Regions from separate parts of the Mus musculus genome. Here region 1 is linked to region 2. A link is a contact called in public Hi-C data. All regions are on one chromosome and are shown on one strand. The core of a region is the stretch at or near the end of the contact, and the rest is flanking DNA. Distances in the headings are between cores, read along the strand shown. Region 1 has its middle 72 kb from the start of Enpp6. Region 2 overlaps Irf2 (interferon regulatory factor 2).

Evidence for each region. A called contact is a pair of places that touch in the nucleus more often than the background predicts.
Region 1: a Hi-C map of CD8 T cells shows a contact between it and region 2, with 1.8 times the contacts expected there. The contact joins two enhancer-like sites. A contact is called at or near these places in 3 of 15 datasets of contacts at CTCF or cohesin (CD8 T cells, large pre-B cells and pro-B cells), 13 of 484 Hi-C or Micro-C datasets (the 63-12 cell line, CD4 T cells, CD4 single positive thymocytes and 9 more) and 13 of 115 datasets of contacts at active chromatin or transcription factors (the 230-238 cell line, CD8 T cells, DN3 thymocytes and 8 more).

What each region holds. Positions count from the first base shown.
Region 1 is chr8:46,912,029-46,918,435 of GRCm38.p6, reverse strand. No RefSeq gene overlaps it. Among named protein-coding and RNA genes, the nearest start is that of Enpp6, 72 kb to the left of the region's middle. Within about 2 kb of position 3,830, at least 19 of the 459 cell types and tissues checked have an H3K27ac peak or open chromatin away from gene starts, as enhancers often do. A contact at or near this core is called in CD8 T cells, bone marrow-derived macrophages, microglia and 1 more, where this site is marked.
Region 2 is chr8:46,841,473-46,848,363 of GRCm38.p6, reverse strand. Irf2 (interferon regulatory factor 2) reads right to left here. Exons shown (of 9, transcript NM_008391.4): 8 at 3,497-3,543; 9 at 906-2,450. The coding sequence ends at 2,142. Among named protein-coding and RNA genes, the nearest start is that of Gm39170, 15 kb to the right of the region's middle. Within about 2 kb of position 3,228, at least 142 of the 459 cell types and tissues checked have an H3K27ac peak or open chromatin away from gene starts, as enhancers often do. A contact at or near this core is called in CD8 T cells, bone marrow-derived macrophages, microglia and 1 more, where this site is marked.

The sequences.
Region 1 (6,407 bases), core at 2,581-5,080, 69 kb before region 2:
GTGCAGCCTGAGGAGGAAGTCTAGTGTGCTCTACAGCTCCCTCTCTCAAATCTAGTGGAATTCAAGTAGTGGGTGGATGGGACGAAGTGGAGCAGAAGCAAAGAGGACAGCATATGCCCCTCCTTCAAGGTGTGAATGGGGCAACCTTATGTTGCCAGAGCCACCACCATCTCTGCAATGCCAGCGGCTGAGAGTGTTGTCAAAGGAGCAGAGAAGAGCTAAGGCTCAGAGTCATGAGGAGTCTCCTTCTGAACACATGTGACACAGCCTCCAGGGAATGGCACAAAACACGTGAAGGTTGTGTTGAGTGCTTCAACTCCATGCATGGTAGATGGGGGTATAAAGTTGTTTGTGACTGAGGTCCTGATGGATATGGCCCCTGGGCTGTAGCCAGAGGTGGTAGAAGCATATCCTTTGACTGAAAGTTAGAAAGGATGACAAATATTTGTCTGGTGATTTAGTATATAAAATATCCACCGATGCTATCAGGAAACCTTCAAGCTAACCGTGAGTAGATGGCTTTATGGGTCCTATACTCCCGTTACAAAGACAAAGACTCTGACTCAGCAAGTCTCCACAGCTAGCCTGACATATCTAAGGCCATACAGACAGTGAGACACAAAACTGGGAAACAAACCAGAAGGGAGGTTAAATAAAAGAAATGTCATGAAATGTCAGCTTGCAATTTTTAGGGAGTCAATTTTCTAGAGGTTTTCCTAGATAGTTAGGAACTGTGGGGACATTCCCTAAGACTAGAGCTTCTGGCCCATGAATAAGACTATGGAAGAAGAAACGGACATCAGACTTCTCTTTGGATTATGTACCTCATTGGCCTTGGGGAATTATAAAGAAGGATTAGTACCAGCTGGGGTATACTGTATTCCCCCAAGTACTGAGAAGGAAGGTAGATTTCATCTCAGGGTCTTAGCCCTGAGGGCTGGTTCCCCTCTTCCCCCTTTGTCTTGATTCATGGGAAAGACATTCCTCTCTCGTTTAACATTCTAGACCAAAGGTGAGCACACGTCTCTATTACCGTCCTCTCCCATCTGCCTCATCTATCTTCTCACACTACACAGCAGACATAACATTTAGTTAAAATGTTCCTATTGTTACAGGAAAGCAAACGCTGAGCACAGAACCCTGAATTTTCTATCTTAGATGTGATAGTGACCAGATTCAAATGGCCTTGCTTCTGTACCTCATGGCATGTTGGAGCCCAGGCGGCCGTGAAAGAGAAGTTCTCAAACACAGACTCTCCCGATAAAATGCACCATCACAAGCAACGCTAAGCAGATCAAAGAAGGCTAACTACTCACACAAGAACATTTGCCTGACACCCTGTCTTGCAAGCCTGGGCAACTCAACAGCCTGTTTCGATTCCATGGTTTGGCCTAGCTCTCGGCTCGATTGTCATTCAGAACTCAAGAGTTCCTCCACAACAGCCCAGGTGCTGATGGGCTTTCAGAAACAGCAAGGAGAGTCTCTCCTCTCCCACTAAGACAGCGGCCACTTGTTTGCTCTTCCTACATAGCAAAGGCCACTCCTTTACGCACCTGTGTCCCATATTGCAGCTTCATTCTTCACTAGCCATTTTAGTATGGACATTCATCTTTATAGTCTTCTCTTCCTTTGACCCAGAAGCTATAGCTTTGTGACCTTCGGGGTAGAACTCTTCTCTTGTCTCCCAGCCCTTGGTGTCTTACATAAGACCTCTTGCGTAGAATTCTTCCAAATTGGTTCAAAGCCGAATGCATCTGATCCAGGAAGATGGGAAGAAATTTGAGGATCCCATCTCCAGCCTGCCTGAAGCCCCTTTTTATTCTGTGCTCCTACCTCTTAGGTGAGCGAATAAGCATCCACCTAAGTCAGGAAAGCCCACTCATATCAAAGAATGAACACTAGGTCTGACCCTTGGGATCACCACCTTAATTCAACCTGGAGGATACTCACCCTAGTAACAAAGCTCTGCCTTTTGTCCCAGGGGTTCATGGGTATGAAGGCAGGTCTGTGGTGTTCAATTAGTAGTACAGTTCCCACCGTCACCAATCAGCTTTCCTGTGAATGGAGGTCTATGGCTACCAGGTTCTTAACTGCCCAAAGAACTTCCCTCAGCCAGTTCAGCTAAACCTTGCAAAGGCCCATGCACTTCTCCCTGGATCCACCCTCCACGCCCCCGTTACTTTAAGAAGGGAAGAAGCAGGATGATTGGGTGAGATTGGGGTTCAGGCTCCTCTGTACAACTTGAGTTGCCTACAGCTCTTTCCTTGTTTGTTGCAGGTGCCTGATCCACGGACAGAGCTTGTGCCTAACAGTGAGTGTGCTGGCTGGTTTTGTGTGTCGATTTGACACAGGCTGCAGTTATCGCAGAGAAAGGAGCCTCTCTTGAGGAAATATCTCCATGAGATCCTGCTGTAAGGCATTTTCTCAATTAGTGATCAAGAATGGGAGGGCTCAGCCCATTGTGCTTGGTGCCATCCCTGGGCTGGTAGTCTTGGGATCTGTAAGAAAGCAACCTGAGCAAGCCAGGGGAAGCAAGTCAGTAAGAAACATCCCTCCATGGCTTCTGCATCAGCTCCTGCTTCCTGACCTGCTTGAGTTCCAGTCCAGACTTCATTTGATGATGAACAGCACCGTGGAAAGTGTAAGCTGAATAAGCCCTTTCTTCCCCGACTTGCTTCTTGGTCATGATGGTTTTTTTTTTTTTTTTGTGTTTTTTTTTTTTTGTTTGTTTGTTTTTTTGGGTTTTTTTGCAGGAATACAACCCTGACTAAGACAGTGAGGAAAACATGTTCCAAATTCTCCCAGGAAGCTAGCTGTTCACTCGCACCCAGGATGCTCGAAGCTTCTGTGAGATAATTTAACACTAATTATGCACATGCAAATTAATAATAAATATCTCCCACTACATTCAATCTCTGTGTAGCATATCTGTGGCTCCAAAGTTTCCAGGACTGAACGACTGAGTTCTCAGGACGCTGAGAGAACCAGGCCAGGCACGAGTCACTAAGAACTGGTGCGAGCCAGTTTAAAGAACCATGACTATGACTCAAATATAGTCTAATTAACTACCTATCATAAGGGATTGAATTATTATTAATATTTTTTAATTATTTGAAACAGTTTTTAATCTACTAGTGGTAATTATTATTTGACATTATTGGATAGAGGAATTCATACATGACAAAGGACTGAGAGAAGAAATAGGAAAAGAAGAAAATAAGATTGTATTATAAAAAAAGGCTGCTTATGTCACAGAGCATCTGTGGCATGTATTCTGGAACTGGAAAAGAAATCACATTTTCTTTTGCCCTTTCATATCACTTACGTGTGTTAAAGCCTCAAATCCTTCTTCCCAATTTACAAACAATAAATCCTGTCAAGGTTTTTGATTAAAAGAAAAAGCCCAGTGCTCCTCAAAAGCAGTCAGCTGCAAACATTTTGCCAGGTGAAAATATTCTCACCACACAAAATTTAGGACAGAGAGTCATGCTCTCTTCAGCGACCAGGGATCAGTTCAAACCCTGGCCCCGAGGGAAATTAACTTAGCCTGTGAATTCAGGGTAGAGACCGGTGCTTGGGCCTCTGTGCCAGCCACAGGGGTGATGCCTGCGTTCGAATGAACTGCCCCGTGCTGATGCCTGCCGCCTCTGGTTCACCACAAACAAAAGCTATCTAATCACTTGCTGGAACTTTTTTTTTTCCTGTTTTGATTTCAGGAGTGGTTTTTCTCAAATCATGGTCAAGAAATGAATGCGAAACTGGTATATGTTATTTCCATACCACGGAACATTGCTCATCCATAAGAAGGAGTCCGATTGTGACAGATGAACCTTGCTGAGGGAAAGAACTCAGGCACAGGAAAAGGCCAAATGTTGTCTACTCCTACTTGAAGATACCTAGAGATTGAAACCGGATAAGAGATGGGAATGAGCAGGGAGGTACTCAGAGACTGGGGCGTGGGGTGGGGCGGGGCATGGAGAGTTGGGGGAGGGGGGAGGGGACAGGAAAGGTGGGGGGCTGGGGGCTGGGTGTGGTTAGTACAGAGTTTATCTGGAAAACGAAATGCTTGTTGTCACACACGGTGACACACACATCATTGTGAATATAATTAAGGATACTGTCTTGGATACCCCAAAATTTTTTAAATGGCAAATGTGATGCCTCTTTACTGCAATATTAAAACACATACAAATTACGAGATGCTCAGGGCTCCAGGGCTCCACCTAGAAAGGACTAGGCAGGCCCTGCTTCCGGTGCTTTTCAGTCACAGAGAAGTGGAAGATTCGTCTGTAGAGGACCGACTTCCCATTCCTCTGTCACCCTCTGCTCCTGACTTCAGCTCACAAAAACCACAAAAAACAACCCACCACTCAAAAGCACCTTTTGAGAATCAAGTTTTCTTAAAACCTTAAGAGTTCCTTTCATCAAAACGATGTTTAAACATCTTGGGGGCTGGGGGGATGGCTCAGCAGTTAAGAGAGCCTGTTCTTGCAGAGGACCCGAGTTCAGTTCCCAGAGCCCACATCACGCCCACCTGTAACTCCAGCTCCAGAGACTCCAAGCCCCTCTTTTATTCTCCGTGTGCGCCTGCGCTCACAGGCGCAGACACCCCTCCTCCAGCTATATGTAATTAAAAATGAAAACTTATTTCAAAACACTTTCATACCTTAAAGGTAAAAACCACAATTTAAAGCAACCTTGAATACCAACTTCAGGTGAAATTTTACTTACAGTTTTGATTATTTCTCATGTGATCAATCCAATTTGTTTTGTTTTTCTATCATTGCAAAAAAGTAAAAATGAAGTGTATTTACTTAAATATAAAACCTTAACGTCTCTTTGCCTCTCACCTACTTCCGTGGTGTAAATTATATTCTAAAGCTGGCCAGGGGGCTGGAGATGGCTCAAGGGTTAAAAGCCCGTATTGCTCCCACAGAGGGCCCTGGTTTGCTTTCCAGCCCCCGTGTTAGGTGACACAGATACCTGTACCTGCTTCAGGAAAATCCTTCCTCCTCCGGCTTCAGCAGGCCCTGCCTTCATACGCCCACGCCCACACAGAGACACATACACATAATTTAAAATAATTAAAATTAAAATATTAACTGATCAAGAAGTCCCTAAAGCTAAAGCTAAAATGCTTGGAGAAGTTCCCCGCTCTTTGCAAACACATCCAGTTTGCTTTTTAAGGGGTGGCGGAGAGGAGAGAAAAATCCTTTCGAGGTTGTCTTAGTAAACAACGCTCTTAAAGCAGCACAGATTTTGACTAAACATTTTACTCGCTCTGAGGAGGCTTTTGGACGTTACCAGAGTACATGACTTGGGACTGACAAGGTCACTTGTTAACCTGTGTCAAGAACGCTATCTACCCCAGGGTGCATCCTGGGGTGTGGGATGTCTTCCACAGAGCAGACTCCTGAAGAATGGAATCTTCTATGGTGAAGAGAACCTTGAAGGACAGCTGACCCTTGACCAGCCTGACAGGTAGGAAAGGGACGAGCTCTCAGTTCCCATCACTCCCTGGTAGACTGTGCTAGGGCCCAAGAAGAGAGCACTCCAGTACCCCACCACTTACATTTTCCCCTTTCCTTTTTTTGGAATAGTTTATGCTATTTTTATTTTATCTTTTAAAAATTGTGTTTTAATTTTTTTTAACTATTGTGTACTTTATTTTTTTCCCATTTTTTATTAGGTATTTAGCTCATTTACATTTCCAATGCTATACCAAAAGTCCCCCATACCCACCCACCCCCATGTTTTAATTTTTATCTCTCTTTGTTTATTTAATTTTATCAGTGCATGGGGGGGGGGTTCTAATGCTTTGATTTGTGTTTACTGACGCTAAAGGTCCTCACCCCCAATTGGTTTTTGATCTATCAATAAAGATGCCAGTGGCTAATGGTTGAGTGGAAAGAAAGAGGTGGGACTCCTGTATGCTAGGGAGAGGAGGAGAATCAGAAGACTGGGGGGGAAGAGAAGAGGACACAGTAGTGCAGGTGATAAAGCCAACCAGTTATGTAAGCTTTCAGGTAAGTGACCTCTGGCCACTTCACCAACTGGGTCTGGGGAAGCAGGAGAAGATACAGGAGTGCCCAGGCATTGAGTCAGCCAAGGCATTTCAAGATTAACTGGTGTGTGTGTGTGTGTGTGTGTGTGTGTGTGTGTGTGTGTGTGTATGTGTGTATGTGTGTGTTCTATCTATGCATCCCTGGATGGGTATGCACCTGCAATTCACAGGGAGGTCAAATCAGTGTGGTAGAAACCACACGCTACAATGTATCTTCTTTATTCTATTACCAGATTGTTTTAGCCATCATTCTTTTCTCTGCCTCTTCTTTATATTTTCCCACGTTCTTTCTTTTCTTGTCTTTTATTTAGCCTTACTGTCTCTTCCATTTTTCCTGTTCCAG
Region 2 (6,891 bases), core at 1,979-4,478:
CTTGGCGATCTTTTCCCAGCCCCCAAAAAACTTAGCATTAAGGCAGCTAAGTTTTTAAACTGAGGATTTGGGGGGGGGGGGACGTAAGGGAGGTGATGTCCTCAAGGTTAGGGTTGTACCTTGAACCACCAAGGGGTGTGTGTGTGTGTGTGTGTGTGTGTGTGTGTGTGTGTGTATGTGTGTGTGTGAAGGCAATAAAGGTAAATTCAAAGGGAAAGAAAATGCATTCCAACTAGGTGATAGAGAACAGTGGTCTCAAAGTCCTACTCATTAAGGGCAGGGCCTTGGTTTAAAGACCCCAGGTCTTAGGAGACAAACAGAAAGGTAGAACCTAACAACTCTTTCCCATTACTGAGAGTGTTTTAGCCCTGTGCCCAGGTATGTAACTCAACACAAACTCAAGTCCGTAAGTATAAGCCTACAGATGGGGACAGGAAACCCACCCAGAGGAGTGGACTCTGTTCACAGTGGGAACAATGAGTGGGAAAACCGCTCTCTCCAGGGGACCCTCCAGGCTCCACCAGCATCCTGGTCTTGCGCTCTCTCCAGGGGACCCTCCAGGCTCCACCAGCATCCTGGTCTTGTGTTGCGTAGGTAACATTAACCCATTAATTTAGAGTATAGAGTCTTCATCTCAGATCACGATTTCTGCCTTGTGGAATAGTGATAAACACCCTTTCTAGACACATCTGTGATGAGCAAAGACGGAAACTCACGTAGGACATTCTGCACAAGGCCCACTGCTGTGGGAGGAGGAATTATTCACAGCCTTACCATAGGACCCTCCTCATTTTCTTTGTGGTTAGCAAAGGAAAGCATGCCGGTCTCCAAGAATAAACACTCTGTCAGCTTTGATCCATGATTACGCTCTAAGTAGACACACATAAAGCCAGAAGTGATACCCATTAAAATCTTTAACTATATACCATATTCATTTATTATCAATCCACAGGATAATTTGATTGCTACATGAGCTCATAAAAGTTTTTTTTTCACCTTTACAAAATTAAAAAAAAAATGTGCCACAAGGGATGTAATAACAACTGCTGATGAACAGGAAAAGGAATCTTAAAATTATAAATTTGCTGTAGAAAAGATAAAAAACAATTATATTTTATTTAGAATTTTTTTACCTTGAATAAAATATTCCCCTTGTATAAAAAAATAAAAAAGCTTGCTCTGGTTAGAATTAGAGTATTTTCCGTCTTCAGATCTGGGAATTTGCATAATATTTCCATGACAGTTTTCCTTTGTACCGCGTGCCATTCAAGCATAGCAGATTAGAAAGATTTTTTTTTTATTATTCAAGCAGTCTTAAAATGGGACAGCGGTGAAGAAACTCATTTTCTTCTCCTCCTCCTCCTCCAAGATGTAGAGCCTTGCCTTTGAGGAGAGGAAACTGGAGGAAAGGAACAGGGTGGGATGGGGTAGGCTGGGCTGAGGAGAGAGGCGTGGGTAATGGGCTAGAATGGAGGAGTTGGGGAGGAGTGGGGTAGGTGGTGGGCTGGGATAGAAGGGGTTGGGAGGGAAAGGATAGGTAAGAGGTTGTGATGGGATTGGTTGGGGGGAAGGGGCGCATAGAGGACCGGGATGGAGGGGTTGAGGAGGGAGGGGTGGGTAGTGGGGTAGTGGACACAGAAGGGGTCGCCGAGTGTGCTGTGAAGGAGAGCAAGATTACAAGAAGGCCTATTGTAAGTGCTTCAAGATAAGGTGCAGAAGCAGCCCGCGACATTGCTCGTACTGCCCTATGTACATATTCACAAGAATAAAAAAATTCCAGCTAGTTCACATTTTCTCCTCCGTTCTGAGGCATCCACTCCACCATGCTGGCCTTGACCGTAGGCAACGCAGCACCTCCACTGCCCGTGTGGCTGTTGGTCCTTGAACTTGAGGGAGTAGCCCTGGCAGATCCAGCAGGTTCTAGAGATACGCATCTACCGAGGGGGGGGGGGGGCTGGAGTCCTGAGTTAAGAAGAAGCTCCAGCTCTGGAGTTGGACACAGCAATCAATAATCTATCGTCAAGGCTTTCTCCCTTAGATGTGTCTAAGATAGGTATCATAGAGAAAAAAAATAATATAATACAAACAAAGAACAACACAAAGCTAAGAAATCCCAACAACCACCAGGGAGAGTCAAAGGCTTAACAGCTCTTGACACGGGCCTGGGTGATATCAGATGTCTTCTTGATGACACTGGCCCGGGTCTCCCGGTCTGGCCGACTGCTGCTGGGCGTGGGGGTCACTGGGGCAGGAAGGGGAAGGTCTGTAAATGGGGGCCAGGAGCTGTTGTAAGGCATCGGACAGCTATCCTCTTTGATGGTGACCTGCAGATCTGGCTTGTTGGAGGTGACAAAGGTCGCCATGCTGGGCAGCAGATAGGTGTTCCGTGTCCCCATGTTGCTGAGGTACTGCTTGCCTTCGATGCTCCTCTTCCTCCAGTGTGGTCTCCCCTTTCAGAGAAAACAATCAAGATACATTGCGTTCTTTCCCTTCCGCTGAATGGCATAGGCAAAACAATGCCTTCTCTTACTTTTCAAGTGAATGCCCATGAGCTGTCCCTGGTCAAGACTGTTCTACAAAGACACGGAACATGATGGCAGCTTGGCTCCTATGCTCAGCCTGTCCAGGCTTGGTACTGGGTAGTGTCCAGACATAATGGATGGCCCAACCTAATGAGTTACCCTGCCTTTTCAGAGGAATAGAGTAAGGAGCTTACAAACAGCAAATGCCTTTTGATTGCTTTTTAAATGGGTGGAGCTGAGACACGGGTTTTTTTTTTTTTTTTTGAGCCACAGTTGGCCTTACTGGTTGCCAAGCAGAAAAGGGATTAAAGGTCCTTGAAGAAACCAGATCATGAAATCAGTCAGCATGGCTGCCTACTGTCCTCTCAGAATTCCCAAACTTGGAATATTAGGAATTCTAACAAACATCAGCTTCTCCTACAACCAATCCCTGTTCTCCCCATCAGCTTTAGAGCCACTTCCTGCCATTGTGTGAGCCTGGCTGGCCTAAGAGGGAAGCCGGAAGCAGGTGGGTGGGGAGCAGAGACTGGACACACACCCTCTCTGCGGGGCCACTGAGGAAGGGACCGAACTGTGAGGAGATCGTTTTACTCAGCTCTTTCTGTTCACTTGCTTACTTCTTTCTGTTCACTGCTTGGGCTGGGTAGGCCATTCTATTTCTGTTGGCAAATCAGGATGTTTACAGCCAGAAGAATATCAACATTTCCTGGCCCTGACTTCGAGTTCCTCTTCCTGCCATGTTATATTGATCTCTCTTCTGAGGGTCACACTGTGCTCCCTCAACCCCGCCCAGCACTTCATTTTAAGATTAGACTAAAAAGCTAGGGTGAATTGTAGGATATGGATGTTCTCTGTCTCTCTCAGTTTTTCTGTCTGTCTGTGTCTATCTGTCTGTCTGTCTGTCTGTCTGTCTGTCTCTCTCACACACACACACACACACACACACACACACACACACACACAAACTGGCTTACCTCTGCGTTCTCTTCATCACTGGCCACACTGTCGGTAGTTTCGCTTTCTGTATAGAAAGAAAAACAGTCTTGTTGCTCAAGCTATTTTGAGGCTGCAGGAAGTGTCTTTAAAACCTATGCCAGCACTTCAGAAATACAAAACTACATGTACCCTCTCCCTCCACTTTGTAAGGTCAAGCACTTCCACATGAAACAAGCTGGAGTGAATTTCAATTCTCTGCTTGATCCTCTAAGAGGAGTGGGCTTTGGGGCTGAGGAGGAGGCTCACTTTCCAAGGCTATGCTGCCAGAGTCCCAGCTTCCCAGGGTGGAGTGCTGTGCCCAAGGCACCTCCTCCCCACTGAAGTTCTGTCCACAAAAGCACACCATCTTTTCTTCTAGTCCATGTTCTCTTGTCACAGGAAGTCCAAGAAGCCTTCCTGTATCTCTCCTGTATCATCCTCCTCTTAGATTTATAGAGATCCAGCTTCCACTGGAGTTAAAGCAGGTGACCATGTTGTAGATGCCCCAAGCCCTTCGCTGAGCCTTTACTGTCTTTGGGACCTGTCCTCCTCAGTTTGGATAGGAGCTGTGACTTGCTTTTAGCCAACAGAACACATCAACGACGTAACTATTATATGAGCAAATTCATGTCATCGTGTAAGATTCAACCTGTCTTTCATGGATACTCTCTTGCCTGCTGGCAGTGTTAGGGAGGCCCACATGGCAAATTTAAGCTAAGGGCTGCTTCCAGATAAAAGCTAGCAAGAAATTAGGAATCTCTGTTCTTCCCCACTTGCAAGGAATCCAGTTCTGGCCAATGCTTCGTGAGGCACTGGCTCAACAGCTGAGTCTCAGACGAGTTGCAGTACTAGTTAATGCCTAATGACAGGTTAGCAAGGCTCTGCTGCAAAGGACCCAGCTAAGCCATCCCTGGATTCCCAACCCAGAGGCTGTGAGTTTTGTACTGTGGTAAGCCATCATGTTTAGGGCTGTACAGCTACATAGCAATAGATAATATAAACCCGATTGGACCTGCCAGCTATGTGACACAGAGAACAGTTCTTAACCAGAGTGAGCTAAAGTTACCTGCTACCTTCCAGAGAGGATTAAATGATGAGGGAGAGGGTGTTTGGGCATTTGGGAAGGCCCTGCACAGAGCTGACACACAGTACCTGTAGTATAATTACTATTTAGCTCTGAGTTTTCACATTGGGCTGGATTCAACAGAGTTACATAGAGTAACTGGCAATTTCATATCATCTGTATGTTAAGTTTTATAAGTTAATAAAAGAATACTGAACAGTTTTTTTTCAGTGTTTGACAACACTCCAAAGTTAATGCATAGAGAGTAGAACATCTAAAGTACACAGTACTTGTAAAGATCTATGGCTCAGTTCTGCTGGAGTCTTTTATCCAGGTCTTGTTCATCCCCTACCAAGATCCTAAACCAGAGAACAGCTGTTATCATCTGGCAATATGTTCTCTAGCTCCTTCTACAATCTTCTGCCCTGGTGTCAATGGTTCTAGGCAAACTAGAACCCTTTCCATCATTCAGAGCATAGCCCAGAGTCCAGGCTCTCCACATATAGCAAATTAAAGAACTAGTAGACAAACTGTCCCCACCCTCCCTTACCCCAGTGCATTCCTGAAACAGACAACAAGCATTCGAGATCCAAAAGTCTCCTCCAGGAATGAGTGTGTTTGCGTTACTCTCAGCCACTGTTCTCCAGAGACTTCAGACAGGCCTGGGAGATTGCCACCGGCTGACTAAACTCAAATCTTTGCCCCTCCACCTCACAGTGTTCTGCCCAGCCCAAAACATCCCCATGTAGGGGGGGGGAGTTACAAATCTCCTAGGTCTTGGCTGACAGTGATCTGAGCTAAAGAGACAAATTGACAATAGGCACAAGAAATGTTTCCAGGCAGAAGTAAACCAAGACCAGAAAAGGAAACTTCTCTCCAAACACAAAAGCCACATTAGCTCAGCCTCCAGAGGACACAGGACAGCCACTCCCAAGAGGAAGAAAAAAATGGGGAACAGAGATGTTGAGAACCTTGGCAAGTGGCGGACTGAGTCAGCAGAGGGGAGAAAACAAAACTGAACTTCGGATCCCAGAGTCGCAAACAGCACAGAGACTATCTCGCTGCTGGCAAACCTTCAAGAGCTCCTTCCTAGTTTCAGGCTTGGCTTTGTTTGTGCTCTGAAGCCTAAGTTTCCCTTCCTTCCACAAGGACCAGACACACTCTCCTCCTAATGCCTCTCTGTAAATCCTAAAGTCTCCTGTGCCTTTCCCCTTCAAATAAAAGCGGATACACAGAGACATCAGGCACACTTGGGAAGGCAGGGGATCGAAAGAAAGAAGCTGTGGTCGGCAGGGTTCTAGGATCCCATGAGCCCAGTCCATAATTGTTGGAAGCTTTGGAAGTTAGATGCTAGGTTAAACTCCTTGGTAAGACTTTGAATATACCTGGAAGGGGATAAGAACCTTAATGTCCTGTGAGTACCAGCATTCAACTGGAGGAATAAAGTTTCGGCTAAGTAAAGACACGCATACTCTGTCTGCCCCGTGGACACAGACACTGACTGGAGAGAATCATTTCTAAATTAAGTTCAACGGTCTCTGGTGTGCTTATGGAACCTCTCGCCACATCAGGAGCTGGGCATAAGGGTTTGCATCTTAACTGACTCCCAAAGACTGGTGCGTTGAAGATCTGGTCCTTAGGTGACAGTGACATTGGGATGAGTTGGAAACTTGTAAGAGGTGAGACCATCTCACTCACACCTATGCAGGGGATCATGGGGCCCCCAGCTCCTTCCTGTCTTTCTTCCCCTTCCCATCCACCATGGTCTGACCAGCTTTGCTCCACACCACATGGTTCTAGCCACGCTGTTCTGTTCCACCACAGTCCCAAAGCAATGGGGCTAAGTAGCTACAAGCTGAAATCTCTTGAAACTGTGAGCCATGCCACCGTCTTTATCTCTTTTAAAACAGATTGCCTCGCATGTTTTGTTACAGCAGCGTGAAGCGTGCTAAGATACCAGTCTCTAACGCCGATTCTTTTTGAGAAGGTGGCCTTGAGGGGCCTTCGGCCTCAGAGGTGCAGGGTTTCCTCAGGCTCGATTTCAGATGAATGGCACTTTTTAATAACTATCACTGAATAGTCTGCTCCAAGCCCTCCTTTCCGTTCTCTGGATTTTTGTCCACCATTTCCAGAATGACTTTTTACATGACAAATGAGCTCGCTGTAGCCGAGGCTTCCAGATCGATGCGACTGCCAAAATGTCAGTGTGCATTATGTCACTTCCCTCTTTTATTAGTTCGGATACTTTTCTAACTGACTTCCAATACAATGGGATAAAGATGATGGAAGTCACTTTGCAAGAGTGGTCAGAATAAGCTGAAATATTTACAC